2 separate regions of the Danio rerio genome follow, and region 1 is linked to region 2. Evidence: chromatin contacts called from public HiCAR-type data. All regions are on one chromosome and are shown on one strand. Each heading gives the region's core, a stretch centred on a gene start, on an enhancer-like site or on the middle of the called end of the contact. The rest is flanking DNA. Distances are from core to core; before and after follow the strand shown.

Region 1 (3,666 bases), core at 869-3,368, 190 kb after region 2:
CATGAGTAAGGCAGTTAACTTGTCTATCTAAATTCTCCTTTCAGGGTTAAAATATGTGAATTTTGTAGAGTTTTCTAGGCTTGGAAACCACTCATTTAAAAATGCCTGTTTTCCACGTCTGTGGGAATTCATTAATGTTACAAAAACAACACAAACTTCATAAAGTCTTATTATCATTTTAGTGTCTAAAGATGAAGATATATATATAAAAACAAAGAATAATAAAATTAAAAAAAGAGTATAAAGTTTGCTTAAAGACAGTTTATCCAAAAACAAAAATTCTGACATTTACTCTTCCTTCACATTTTTCAAACAAGTTTCATGTTTTTTTTTTTGTATTTTTATTATTTATTTATTTATTTATTTATTTATTTATTTATTGCTGTTGTTCTGTTGAACACAAATTAAGATATTTTAAAAATTGTTATAAACCTATTGACATTCATGTTAAAAAAATACTATGAAAGTCAATGGTCGCAGGTTTCCAACATTCTTTAAATAAATCTTGTGTGTTTAACAGAGGAAAGAATCTCAAAATTATTTTGAACATGTGAACGGAGAGCTAATAATGGCAGGATTTTCATTTTTGGATGAACTATTCCTTTAACTTTCGTTATTATTTCTTAAACATACAGTGATCAGCAAAAATGAGCACACCCCATTTTGAAAATTAATATTTTTCTCTTTATCTCAGTGAATATAGGTAATATATTTCAGTGAATTTGATCAAAATAGATTTATTACATTGATATATTTATTAAAATAATATCTTAGTCACTGAATATCTTTAGAAATAGAAAGATAATGCAATAAAATTCATGCAAAATATTGGGGGGAAAAATTACAAACTACAAAATTTCAACAAAACTGTTTACATTTTTTGCATCTCTTGAATTTTGCATTTTTTTTTTTTTTGCTCTGTTTTTTCCCAAACATAAATTTGTGTGTACTCATTTTAGACCGCTATCATGCAATATTTTGTTAGATAAGCTCCAGATTTGGCTTCAGTACGGACTAATGTATATGCACAAATGTAATATTGCAAAGCTTCCTATAGATGATATTCACTTAAATGAGAGATTTGTAAATGGTGTACTCATATATGCTGAGCAATGTAGCTGCAATTTTACTTTTAAAATTATTAAAAGTCCAAGTGGCATAATCCTGATGCAAAAAGTCACTTTGTTGTCATAAGCATAACCATTTTATTTTCTGCAAAATGTAATGTTTTGTCAAGACTGCCTCTAAATATGTCAAAATTTGGAGTCAAAAATCTAGTTTAAAAAAAATAATCAAGTTTGTACTAGACATCATGCCACTTGACTTTTTAGAGACATTAGATCAACTTCTTATTTTTAGAAAAACAATTCAGGAAAGATTTCTAACAACTTGACAAACTAGATAAAAACCTGTTTTCCTCAAAATCTCAATCTTGTCACTGACACAAGAATCCACCGATCATGTCGTTTTTAAAACCAAAGTCTTCAAATTTTTTTCAGAGTCTGTGCATAAAAGCATCATCATCACGATGCAGAAGTGACCTGCTCAATGATTAAATACTGCATGAACCAATCCTTCAACTACTCCAGCAGTTAGCTCCTTACCTTTGACTTGAGTCTCGTACTCTACAATGATCTCTTTATCCTTTTTGAACTTCACAGGAGGATTCGACATTTTCAACATCGAATAGAGGAAAGATCAACAATTCAGTTATGAGAGTGTTTACAAACTGGCGTATTTGAGGAGGGGGGTCTCACTACAGCGGCCAGCGCATCCCAGAGAATCTTCTTCAAGTTGATCCGGGCAGAAAAATCCCCAAAAACCAAACGCAAATGAATCCCGGTTGTAATTCCGCCGTGAACGCGATCAAAACAGAGCGCGCACGGGAAGAGTTTCCTCCCAAACAAGTAACCCTTTCCTCGGGCAATCGTCCACGGCTAGTTCCAGCAAGAGGAAAATCCAACCCTAGGAGCTGCTTTTTAGTCACCCGCCGACGGATTCCGGCAGCATTATGGCATGTTACTCTGAACTGGCGTGATTTTCAGCAGCTTTTCCTCGCGTCTAGTCGCCGGACAGTTTCACGGTTCTGACTGACCTCAAAGCAGCTGGAAAAGCAAGTGGTTGGAAATGGGAGGGATTGGAGGTGGAGGGGCGCACGTAGCGGAAACGTGGACGGGATTGACAACTTTCCTAACCAGCTGTCCCTCAAAGTCATTTTCGAGGCGTCTTTACACGGCTAGCGATTCAAAAATAGAGCATTTGGGATTTTAGTGAACAAAAGCAAACTAGTTTAAAAACTTTAAGTAAAGTGTATTTATTTTGAGTTTGTTTTGAACGCTCCTAGTTCATTATAATCGAAAAACAAACTATATGACTTCATAATAAAGTTTTAAATTAAAAAGAGTGAATATTTTTAAGTTTTAAACTAGTTTAAGCAACTCATCTGTGTGTTGTGTAGGACGCCTGGTGGTCAGTATGTGGAGTTACATGAAAAATAAATCATTGCAATTATTTTTTTGGGTGGCACAGTGGCTAGCACTGTCGCCTCACTGTAAGAAGGTCGCTGGTTTGAGTCCAGGCTGAGTCACTTAGCATTTCTCTGTGGCGTTTGCATGTTCTTCCCGTGTTTGTTTCCTCTGGGTGCTCCGGATTCCCACTGTCCAAAGACATGTGCTATAGGCATGGGTGGACTTGGTGATTTGGGGGCCCTAAGCAATTCCAGGTATGCAGCCCTAGCATTGAAACTCAAAACACTCTCTTTCTCTGTAGATATATTTTCTCTATAGATGGTTTTACTTTGTAAATAAACTGCATGTTAAAAACATATTTTAAGTGGAACCTTAATGTAATATTAAATACAATGAATTTGCAAATAAATAAACAAGCTCACAAACCATGTACAGTTAATAAGCCATACTTGTGATTACATTTTAAAATTTGCATGTGCAGTAAGGGAAGAAACGTTCCACTGGTCATGAGGGCCCCATTTAAAAAAAAAAAAGACAATAATGTTGAAATCCTAATGGTTAGACAGATTTTACAACAAATGATTTGAGCAATTATAAAAGAGCTATAGGATGGTTAATATAGGCTTCTTGGCATTGGTCGAGGCCCCCTATTTCTCCGGGGCCCTAAGCAGCTGCTTACCTTGCTCATTGGTTAAGTCCGCCTCTGGCTATAGGTGAATTGCATAAACAAAATTGGTGTGAATGAGTAGAGATAGAATTACACTTAATGCATTTCTGACATTTTACCGCATTTTTAAAGGGAGCACAAATCCAAAAATGGTCTCTATATGTTCAATAAAAAAGAAATACATTTTGTCCATAAAGTTTATATTTGGTGTGTTTTGATGATATCAGGGTTTCTGCAGGTTTCATCAAGTCAGATTTAAGACTTTTTAAGACCTTTTGAGACCATTATGAATGAAATTTTAGACTTATACAGGGCTAAACACTAAGGATTTTTTGTAATGACCCGGTTGGGCCAATGGAATTTGAAAAAAAAAAACAAATGTAATTTTTTTTTAAATCACATAATATTGTATAACAGTACAAGAAAGTTGTATATACTTTTTTCACCATAATGTTTTTTTTAATATATATAAATTTAATATTCTTAAAATATTTATTGTAAAGAATAACATAATAATAATAAAATTATATA
Region 2 (3,316 bases), core at 704-3,203:
TCCTCTGGGTGCTTCAGTTTCCCCCACAAGTCCAAAGACATGTGGTATAGGTGAATTGGGTAAGCTAAATTGTCAGTAGTGTATGTGTTTCAATGAGTGTGTATGGATGTTTCCCAGTGATGGATTGCAGCCGGAAGGGCAGCCGCTGCTAAATCATATGCTGGATAAGTTGGCGGTTCATTCCGCTGTGGCAACCCCAGACTAAGCTGAAAAGAAAATTAATTAATTAAATCTATATATTTGGTTCACTTAGGCAGATTACGGAACATAAACAAAAAAAATTGACCCCCCCCAACCCCCCCCAAACATCAATGTATAATCCGCAATCTGCGTTTAGGTGAAATATTAATGTTTATACATTACAAGTAAGTTTCAAAATGTTGTTCACAGTCTGCTGTGACTTTAGCAAACCTGTTTTATAGATATTGACCTCTGGAAGTAAAGAAGGGTCATTTTGAAGCAGAAGCTGAAACAGTTCTTCACTTGTAAGCTCAAGGAGATCGTTTTTCTTCAGCAGGTCAGAATTATGTGCGGATTTCAAGTCATGGGAATTCTTGCATTTTCCCCTAAAAAATGACAAATATGGAGAATTACAATTAATTGCTGTGTATGAGAGAATCTACCATAAACATCATATAAAAATGAATCTGTGCCAAAGATGACAAGCAAAAAGTAACACTATCATACATTATATAGAAGACACCCACTAAAATGTAATTCTGGGTAATAATATTTTAGATACACAAATAATCTTGTCTGGCATTTTAAAAAGTGTTTTTAATGTATGTATAAATCATGTTAACTGCAAGATAAGTGTATATTTCAATGTTTAAACTTTGCATTTAAACTAAAGGTTAAAAGGAAACACTTTATTTTGATGGTCTATTTGAGTATAAGTAGACTGTATGCTTAATATCTGTTGATACTGCTCCTACAACAGACATTTAACTGACTATAAGAAACTTTGCAAGTACATGTCAACTTACACTAACCCCAATTTAACAGTCTACTTATAATCTAATGAGAATTAGTTGGCATGTAGATGTAACTTAAATTCAACAAACAGACCATCAAATAAAGTGTGACCAAAAAATATGAGGTAAATAATGTTAGATTGTCTTCCACTTTGTTCGCTGAATAAATGTGCCATCAAATAATCTTTGCTCTAAATATTACTGGCGTTATGTTAGATAAAAATCTATTTTAAAACGAATCGTCCGAATCTTCATGTAAATCAGGTAAAACAAGGTAAAATGTAGGCTAGCCATAATTTTTGCAACTGTAACGGAAAAATGTAAAGCTGTTATTATTTTGGGTCTTAAAAAATACCTCTTTTAACTCAATTAGTAGACTAGTTAACTGCTATACTAGTATCGGAAATCTACTAACAGTCGTTACTGGATTGATTGCCACCAGATAAACAAGGCCTACCACAAACCTTACCACAAGCGACAAAAAGAACTTACAATATCTCTACTTCAATTTTAATGACAATTTCCCAAATTACTTTGAATAACATATTTTAAAACGTACTTACTCGAATCTGCAGCTCCCGCACACAAAGTACCTGCACAGGTGTAAATCTTCACACCCGGAGCATTTGTCGTGTTTACACACTCGCAGTGAGGTTTTGGCCAGGATGAGGCTGTCGGCAGCTGGTATGGAGCTTCTGGGATTCGGGTTTTCATCATTATGAACTATAACAAATTTCTGACTATCATCGAGCACCATAGACAAAACCTGATCCGCCACCGTGAAACTCTTCCGCAGATTAATCTCCACTTTACCATAGTCCGAACTGCCTTCTTGTTTGCAAACGAAGTTATATATGTGTCTAGAAACGATATTCATTTTCGTCGATGCCGTCAACGACAGTAAGTAGATTTCACTGTTTCTTGGGTTTGGTCGATGGTTTGAGTCATTTGAAAGGAAACGAAAGCGAAACCGATGCTAGTCTTTGGCGCCCTCTCCTGACAGCCGGATAGTTTATTTATTTAGCCGACTCACTGTTGGAGAGCACTGTTGACTCTTTTTAATTGCAACACCATACAATTGCAATGAAACTACTGAAGAATAAGTATAATACAACAATGCAAATATTAGGCTACTCTTTGCACAAAAAGAGAATGACAAATTTTAAGAAGTATTACAATGGTAAGACAAAGAGAAAGTGAGAAAGAAAAAATATAATAAAAAGGTAAAATAAAAATATATAAAAATAAAAAAGGAGATAGAGGGCAAATGAAAAATAGCACAAATTAATGCAGATTATTAAATAAAGCACATGTTTCAGACGTTTTAATTTCTTTCTTGTTATGAGACTCTGAAATGGTATTCAAGTAGCCTACAGATTCAATTTTTGCTTTAAAATACAACATTTTGTTTATATTTAGTATATTTACACTTACGTATAAAACCCTTTCCATTAAATAATATTAGGTTAATACAAATACTTGAATTAATTGTAAAATGTAAAACCCCAAAATACTATGTCAAAAGAAAAATCACCACAAACCTTTTGGACAATTAGTATTCATTCATTCGTTTTCTTTTTCAGTTTTGTCCCTTTATTAATCAGGGGTCGCCACAGCGGAATGAACCGCCAACTTATCCAGCACATGTTCTACGCAGGGGATGCCCTTTCAGCCAACACCTAAACTGGGAAGCACCCACAAACTCTTGCACACACTCACAAACACTACGGCCAATAGCTTATTCATTTCACCTGTACTGCATGTCTTTAAGGGAAACTGGAGCACCCGGAGGAAATTCTCGCCAACACGGGGAGAACATGCAAACTCCACACAGAAATGCCAACTGACTCAGCCGAGGCTTGAACCAATGATCTTCTTGGTGTGAGGCGATTGTGCTACACACTGTGCCACCATGCTGCATACAGTATTCATATCTGACCACATTTAACAAAGGGACATTCCCAAAATAAGTGAGCAACAGATTCAGAAGAAGTCTCACAAAAAGAGCAAGAGACGTTAATGTCATATTTGAATTTCTGTAAAAAATTGTTTAGCTGGATAAAAATACTTTTAAAAGATATTTCTTTAATTTTATTTGTTCAAAAAACTTCTGGGAGAGTGACCAAACATAAGACCATTTATTATCATTAAAAAGGTTGGAAGAAATGGAAAATGGATTTGAGATGACAGGATCTAAAAATTAAGACTTGATTTTATGATTGGATTTTTTTATTGGAGAAACTGTGACATACAGATATCAACTAATTATTACTATTTCTAAAAAGCATACACATCTCAGAAGAGATGCCCTTACAAACAATATTAAATTATTTTCTAGATAT

Evidence for each region. HiCAR-type assays count read pairs that join an accessible place to other places.
Region 1: a HiCAR-type map of caudal fin shows a contact between it and region 2, with 6 times the contacts expected there. The contact joins the promoter of srgap1a here to the promoter of parp12a in region 2. A contact is called at or near these places in 4 of 18 Hi-C or Micro-C datasets (caudal fin, embryo and hematopoietic stem cells) and 3 of 4 datasets of contacts at active chromatin or transcription factors (caudal fin, embryo and pancreas).

Annotation. Positions count from the first base shown.
Region 1 is chr18:14,381,521-14,385,186 of GRCz12tu, forward strand. srgap1a (SLIT-ROBO Rho GTPase activating protein 1a) reads right to left here and starts at 2,119. Exons shown (of 22, transcript XM_073929905.1): 1 at 1,605-2,119. The coding sequence starts at 1,683.
Region 2 is chr18:14,196,633-14,199,948 of GRCz12tu, forward strand. parp12a (poly (ADP-ribose) polymerase family, member 12a) reads right to left here and starts at 1,954. Exons shown (of 12, transcript NM_001082852.1): 1 at 1,538-1,954; 2 at 431-566. The coding sequence starts at 1,851. It also overlaps a transcript of tbxas1 not described here.